Regions from separate parts of the Mus musculus genome. Here region 2 is linked to region 1. The links are chromatin contacts, called in public promoter capture Hi-C maps. All regions are on one chromosome and are shown on one strand. Each heading gives the region's core, a stretch centred on a gene start, on an enhancer-like site or on the middle of the called end of the contact. The rest is flanking DNA. Distances are from core to core; before and after follow the strand shown.

Evidence for each region. Promoter capture Hi-C pulls out the DNA fragments that hold promoters and counts their contacts.
Region 2: a contact with region 1 is called in a promoter capture Hi-C map of stem cell-derived epiblast-like cells, with 2.5 times the contacts expected there. The contact joins the enhancer-like site here to the promoter of Gas2l2 in region 1. A contact is called at or near these places in 11 of 39 promoter capture datasets (the C10 cell line, the HPC-7 cell line, cranial neural crest and 8 more), 10 of 15 datasets of contacts at CTCF or cohesin (CD8 T cells, the G1E-ER4 cell line, the NIH/3T3 cell line and 6 more), 200 of 484 Hi-C or Micro-C datasets (2-cell embryo, the 3T3-L1 cell line, 3T3-L1-derived adipocytes and 113 more), 41 of 115 datasets of contacts at active chromatin or transcription factors (CD8 T cells, the HPC-7 cell line, the NIH/3T3 cell line and 28 more) and 5 of 9 other capture datasets (adipose tissue, embryonic tail, liver and 2 more).

What each region holds. Positions count from the first base shown.
Region 1 is chr11:83,427,877-83,431,233 of GRCm38.p6, forward strand. Gas2l2 (growth arrest-specific 2 like 2) reads right to left here and starts at 1,645. Exons shown (of 6, transcript NM_001013759.2): 1 at 1,168-1,645. The coding sequence starts at 1,552.
Region 2 is chr11:83,351,395-83,354,751 of GRCm38.p6, forward strand. The region is part of intron 14 of Ap2b1 (adaptor-related protein complex 2, beta 1 subunit); the gene reads left to right. Among named protein-coding and RNA genes, the nearest start is that of Gm23951, 14 kb to the right of the region's middle. Within about 2 kb of position 1,722, at least 2 of the 459 cell types and tissues checked have an H3K27ac peak or open chromatin away from gene starts, as enhancers often do. A contact at or near this core is called in stem cell-derived epiblast-like cells, where this site is marked.

The DNA of each region.
Region 1 (3,357 bases), core at 395-2,894:
CTCAGTCCAGGAATCTCCTGTGGCTATGTGACCCCCAAGCTAGTTCCAGAGCTCCGGTGTTCATCTGAAAAATGTGGGTGTGGTCTATCTCAACTGAAAGCAGCAGTTGTTTGTGGGTATGGTCCTGGGAATGGAACCCAAGGCCGTACATAAGCTGTAACATAAGCTACATCCTTAGCTTTGATTAACCTTTGATCCAGCCCCTTGCCTCCTTCTACCAGCCCGGAGTCCAAACTTGACCCTTTCCCTGTCTCCTCCCACTTACTTTTGGCCTGGAGAATTGTGCAATCACACCTAATCCCATTCCTGGGTTCAAGGCCAAAAGCTGTCACTCTCTGAGCCCTGAGAGTCCCTGCAGGACTATGCCTTTCCCTATAGACCTCCCGCCTTGAGCTTCCTTCCCATCCTTTTAGTCAAGTCAACCTGTGGGTCACAACCCCTGGAAGGTCACCTATCAGATATCCTGCATATCAGATATGTACATTATAATTTATAACAACAGCAAAATTACAGCTATGAAATAGTAGTGAAAATAAGTTTATGGTTGGGGGTCACCACAAGATGAGGATCTGTATTAAAGGGTCTCAGCATTAGGAAGGTCGAGAACCACTGTTTCGGTCCTTCCTGCTCGATGGCCAGCCCATCCCAGTTATCCACCTACCTTGTGCTTTGCCACTGCTCCCTGACTAATTAATCTCCTCTCCCAAACTTCTCTCTTTGGTTCAAATCTCCTCCCTCTTGTTGCCCTTGCTGGTGCCCACTACTGTGTCATCAGACTGATCATTGTCATTCTAGATCCCATATTGTATATTGTATACCTTTGAAACACACATCTCCCTGGGCTGTAATCTCTTAATCTACTTAGCTGTCTGCCTTCCTAGACCATGCATTCCTGGGCCCTCGGGCCCTATTCTCCTCAGTTCTAAGAACCTAGCATGCACTGGAAACAGAAGAGGCAATGCATGGATTTCATCATTGGTGGATATCTACTGGTCATCAGTGTGTATTTACTAAGGATTTACTGTGAGGTGGAGAACCTGATGCTTCTCTAAGCTACTGCACGGAAAATCTACAATACCTCAACTCCTGTCCCCCAGGTCTAACTTAGCTTAAGCCTCTGAGTGATTCGTGCCCCTGTAATATAAAGGTCTGAGATCGTTGCGTTACCTTGGATCCCCATCTCCTTGCGACACCACTGGATGAAGTTGGAGATGTTGTCCCTGGCCTGGAAGGTACCCGGCTGAGCAGCCCCATTGCAGAAAACTCCAGCCTGGGGCATGGGAATCTTTTGAGCTCGCTCAGGTGCCTCAGCCAGGAAGGCCAGAGCAGCCTCCGTGACAGTGTTGGCATGCCGGCACAACACCAGGCCAGTCTCCAGCACCCGCAGGAAGTTGTCTGCATCGATGTCCAGCCCGTACAGATCCCGAAGCCACTCAGCCAGGTCTTCCTTCATGGCCTCCAGGTACTGCTCGCTGGACTTGAAGGGCCGGATGCTGCGCACAGGAGGTCCTGGGGTCCTGGGTCTCCTCCCATGTCCCACATGCTGAGACATGACTGGAACTCAAGTGTGGGAGGAAGTAACAACCTCCTGTCCCCCCACTGTTGTCTCTTTACTTCTGCTACCTGCTAGTCAAGGTCCTGGCCCAGTTCTCCTTGATTCAATGGGTCCCCCTCTACCCTCTGAGAGCCCAGGGGCTCTGCGGCTTGCTATGGGCTTCAGCCTCTGGGCCAGGCCCAGCCCCCACTGCCCACATTCCTCAATCCCTGCCTGAACTTTTCTTTGGTGGCTTGCAGCGACCTCACTCTCAGCTGCCTAGTCCCAGAGTTCAGCGCTTCTGGGACTGGTGAAAGTTGAGGGTACTCCTCTCTTCCCAGGGCAGGTCATCTACTGCCTCCGGACCGCCACCATCACCGTCACCGTCCAGGGAGCCAGAACAAGCAAGTAGGCTCTGGCCCGCTGCTCTGCTCTGCTCAGCTTTCCTTCCTCTCCTTGGAGACGCCGCTGCTACAAACACTCCTTGTTAACCCTTCCTTCCTTCCAGCAGCCTGTGTGCCTGAGCACAGGGAGCCGGCCAGAGAGGGTGGGACTGGGTTCTCTCTCAGTTGACTCCTTGTGGGGGACTTGAGGGGAAGCTGAGGGAGACGTTCCGGGGCTGGGGCTTAAGGATGGGCGAGCCCTGGAAATGAGTGAGCGCGGAAGAGACACAGCAATAGAGCCCAAAGACGGGAGTTTTGCCCTATATTCCTCTGGAGGTGGCATGCAAGCCCCGATCTCTCTGTGCCTAGTTTGTCAACTGTCAAATGGGAAGGACAATGTCTGTCCTTCTAGGGTAAGGAACAAGGGAATAGTGTGTGTATGTGTGTGTGAAAACATCAGAATACCCAGCCTGGGTGAACCCCGGCTCTCACGGGCTCTCCCAGCAACCCTGTCTGAACACCGTGATTCCCATCTGCTCTGGAGAACTTGATTCATCCGTGTGATTCTTCTAGAACAAGCTCACCCCATGGTCACAGCAATGCATTCATTCAACAACGATTTCTTCTCTCTTTTCCTCTCTCCTCCTCCTCCTTTTTTCCCTCCTTCTATGTTTTTTTGTTTGTCTGTTTGTTTGTTTTTTTGTTTTTTTTTTTTTTTGGGTTGGGGGGGACAGTGTTTCTCTGTGTAGCCCTGGCTGTCCTGGAACTCACTCTGTAGACCAGGCTGGCCTCGAACTCAGAGATCTGATCACCTCTGCCTCCAAAGTGATGAAATTAAAGGCACACCCCACCATCGCCTGGCTAACAAAGAGTTCTTAAGCCTCTACTATGTACCAGATGCTATCATGGAGCTTAGAATACAGCAACAAACAAAACCATCACTGCCTGAACTCATGGAGGCTACATATATGTTACATGTATGTTACTGGGTGATGGGTGGTAGATGAACAAAGAAGTCTGGTTCAGAATGCTGGCACACCCCCATAATCTCAGTAACTGGGAAGTTGAGGCAGGAGGATTGAGGGTTCAAGGCCAGCCTACATAGCAAACTCAAGTCCAGATTGGCATGCATGGTAAGACTCTGCCTCAATAATCAAGACAAAACAAATAACAACAGAATAAATGTGTAGTCAATCAGGCAGTGATAAATACCAGGGGGATACAGGAGACGAGAACGGTGGCTTTAGAGGAGGTGACACCATCTATAAAGGAAAGCCTTGGTGACAAGGTGTCACCTGGACAGAGACCTGAGGGAGTGAGGACATGACCCCTCATGAGGAAGAAAAGCCACCAGTGCTGAGGCTTGGAGGCAGGAGCATGCTTGGTATGTTCTAAGAATAGCTGTGCTAAAAAAAAGAAAGAAAGAAAGAATCCCAAAAG
Region 2 (3,357 bases), core at 472-2,971, 76 kb before region 1:
TATTTGACAGTCTTAATTATTAATGTCCTTACCAGAGTTCATTATTTTTCTAAGCTTCTTACAAGTTTTCCTTTGGTCCTGAATATCATTAAAGTGGCTTCATAATGGTCACCCTCTTTTAGGCTTTTAAGCCTCTGCCTTGTTGGGTGTGGTAGCACATACCTGTAATCCCATCACTTGGGAGGACAGGCAGGAGGACCAGGAGTTCAAGGTCAACCTCAGCTACAAAGTGAGTTCGAGGCAGACCTGAGCTAAATGAGACTCTGCTTCAGTGTTCACATACCCTAAAAAAATGCCCTTTATCTTTTAAATATTTATTGGTTTGTGCCTTTTACACATGAGGCAGTTATTTGAGCATTTTGTCTAAAATGTACCTTTGTCACAATTGGAAAGAACTGCTCAACTTTTTCCCCTTCCCCTCACTTCTTCTACCTTTGTCATACTTCCAATTTAATTAGCTTCCAGGATTCTAATAATAAAAGGCTCCAAAGTCCAGAATGTCTGTGGACATATGCCATCAGTTTCATTGTTGTACAAGATGGAGAACTAACAAACGCAACCGTCAGTGTTTGGGGGAAAGACTAGGAAAACGATAGGTCACACGGCTCCCTGTGGATTTTACTTAACCTTGGAACTACAGTGTAGGTGTCCTATACTCTGATGACTGTCCAGATGCCTGACAAGTTGACGTATTTCACAGCAACATTGGAAGGCACACACCTTAGGTAGGAAATATGATTTTAGAGATAATAGAAACCATGCCCCTGTTCTCATCTGTATATTACAGGTTTTCTCATAAACTTTATAAGGATCATTGTGTCTATGGGTTATCCATGTCAGTACAGGTGCATTTAAGCTTTGGCAGAGAATCCACTAAGGTGCAGTCAGACCTCTGTGAGTTGTTCAGTGTATCTAGAATCTAGTCACAGGCCATGCAGGGGACTCCAGCTTGTTGGCACAAGTTGAACATCCCTATTGTGTTTCTTTTGAATATAGGATTTGGGATTGACTGGTTGTAGAAGGAGAATAGTATCTTGGTGATGTCATTCTACATTGCTCTATATATAGCCTCTTCAGACTAAAGGTAGACAAACAATATCATGGAGCTGCCCAAGAAATGGAAGCAGCTCTTGTTATATTGCCATATCAACTACAGGTTGAGCACTGCATCCTGAGGTTTATGCTTTAACTTCCTTTCTGTGTTCCTTGGTCTCATTGAACCTAAGAGGGTAAACACGTTTACAAATGGAGGTGGAAAGGGGGCCCTGATTTTGATATTTCCAGGGCCACAATATAAACAGGTAGATAGATATTAATATATAAAGATGAAACTCTGTAAATACTGCTTCATATAAAAAGGCTGCTGGAGGAGCTGGGGAGATGGCTAAGTCTTGAAGCATGAGAACCTGAGTTTGGTTCCCAACACCCACATTAAATAAAAAACAAAACAAAACAAAAAACAGGTAGTGGCTGAGCAGTAGTGGTGCATAACTATAGTCCTGGCACTTGGAAGGCAGAGGCAGGCAGATCTCTGAGTTTCTGGACAGCTTGCTTTACAGTGAGTTCCAGGAGAGCCAGGGCTACAAAGAAAAACTCCCATCTCCCTGGGGACAAAGAAAAAGAAAACAAAAACAACCAACCAACTAAAAAACAGGTAATGGTGGTACATGTTTGTGAGCCCAGTACTCACAGGCATAGACAGGTGGATTCCTGGGGCTTGCTGGCTGGCCAGCATAGCCTAATTAGTGAGTGTAAAGGCTCTAAGAACCTGCTTCAGAATATGAATAGTGGCCTTTAATCCTAGCATTTGGGAGTCAGAAGCAGGGGGATTTCTGTAGTTTGAGGCCAGTCTGATCTTCATAGGAAATTCCAGGCCAGTTAGGGCTACAACATAAGACCCTTGTTTCAAAAAAGAAAAAGAAAAAGGAAAGAAAAGGTGTGCATCATACTTTTCTTTTTTAGTTAATTAATTGAATGTTTATGGGTGCTTTGTCTTCATTTTATGTGTATGTACCACATGCATGCTTGGAGTTACAGCTAGTTGTGAGCCACCATGTGGGTGCTGGCAGCCTTTACTTTTACTCTGGATCTGTATGTAGTTTAATATAATCACTCAGAGACCCTAAATTCATTTTACAAGAATATCACAAGAGAAGCCTAAATCTGACTATGTGAAAAATGAGTTTCCAGGCATCAGTGGACTGGGCTTTTAAAATTCCTTTTCAGGTTATCTAAAGAGGAAAATTAATTTCAGTTTGTCTTACAATGTATACAAATAATGCCATTTTTTAAATGAATCCTTGCTTTATAGAACCATTTCACAAGCCTATATAGTAATGTATAGAAATATCTTGTACAGGAGAGATCCAGATGTAGTTAGGCTATGGTAAAACCTACTAGTCTGTGGCATTTGGGGTTTTGGTGTTTGTTTTGTTTTGGTTGTGTTTCTTAGTCTTTGGGTGGGGGTTGGTGCCCACACACGTGTGGATGTTAGAGTTCGCATGTGTGTGGATGGTACGGGATGACCTTAGGTGTTGGTCCTTGCCTTCCAACTTGTTTTTGAGGCAGGGCTTTTGTTGTTTTTTTTGGGTTTTGTTTTGTTTTGGGCAAGTTCTTCTTATGTAGCCTAAGATAGTCTCATATTGACAACTCTACTGCCTCAGCCTCCCTAGTGCTGAGATTGCAGGCATATATCACAGAGCCCAGTGTTAATGTTGGGTTTTAATTAAACCTCAACCTGTGGAGGTCAGTGCTGTCCTGCTAATGAGCTTTAGCCTGCCAGATCTTTACCTTTTTATGGTTCTCATTCTAGCTGCATAATTAGCCTTAGTGCCATCTAAAATTACTAGCAGTACTATTTATATATAGTAAGAAGAGCAATTAAACAAAATGTCTGCAAAGTAGGATCTTTTTTGAGACAGGGTCTCCCTGGCTTGGGAACTCACTGTGTAGAACCTCACTGTATAGAACCAGCTGGCTTTGAACTCAGACATCCGCCTGCCTCTCTGGGATTAAAGGCGTGCACCACCAAGCCTGGCCCCCAAATACTCTGTTTTTATGTTTGTTTGCTTTGTTTTGTTTTTAAGTTGTCCAAGCTATTTTAGGATTGAGAACATTGAGCCAAACAAAATTCCAAAATGGAATTGGGTAGCTGATCTCATATGCCAAGCAGTGACTTCTTCCAAAAAAAAAAAAAAAAAAAAAAGTTTTCTGACAAGTCAATTTGACACATCTTACAGGGACAGACATCTTGGGCAAGTGAAGACCTGAGTTCAGTCCCTAGAGTCCAAGGTGAAAGGAGAGAACAACTCCTCAAGGTTGTCCTTTGATCTCTGCACACTAATGCACACTAATAAA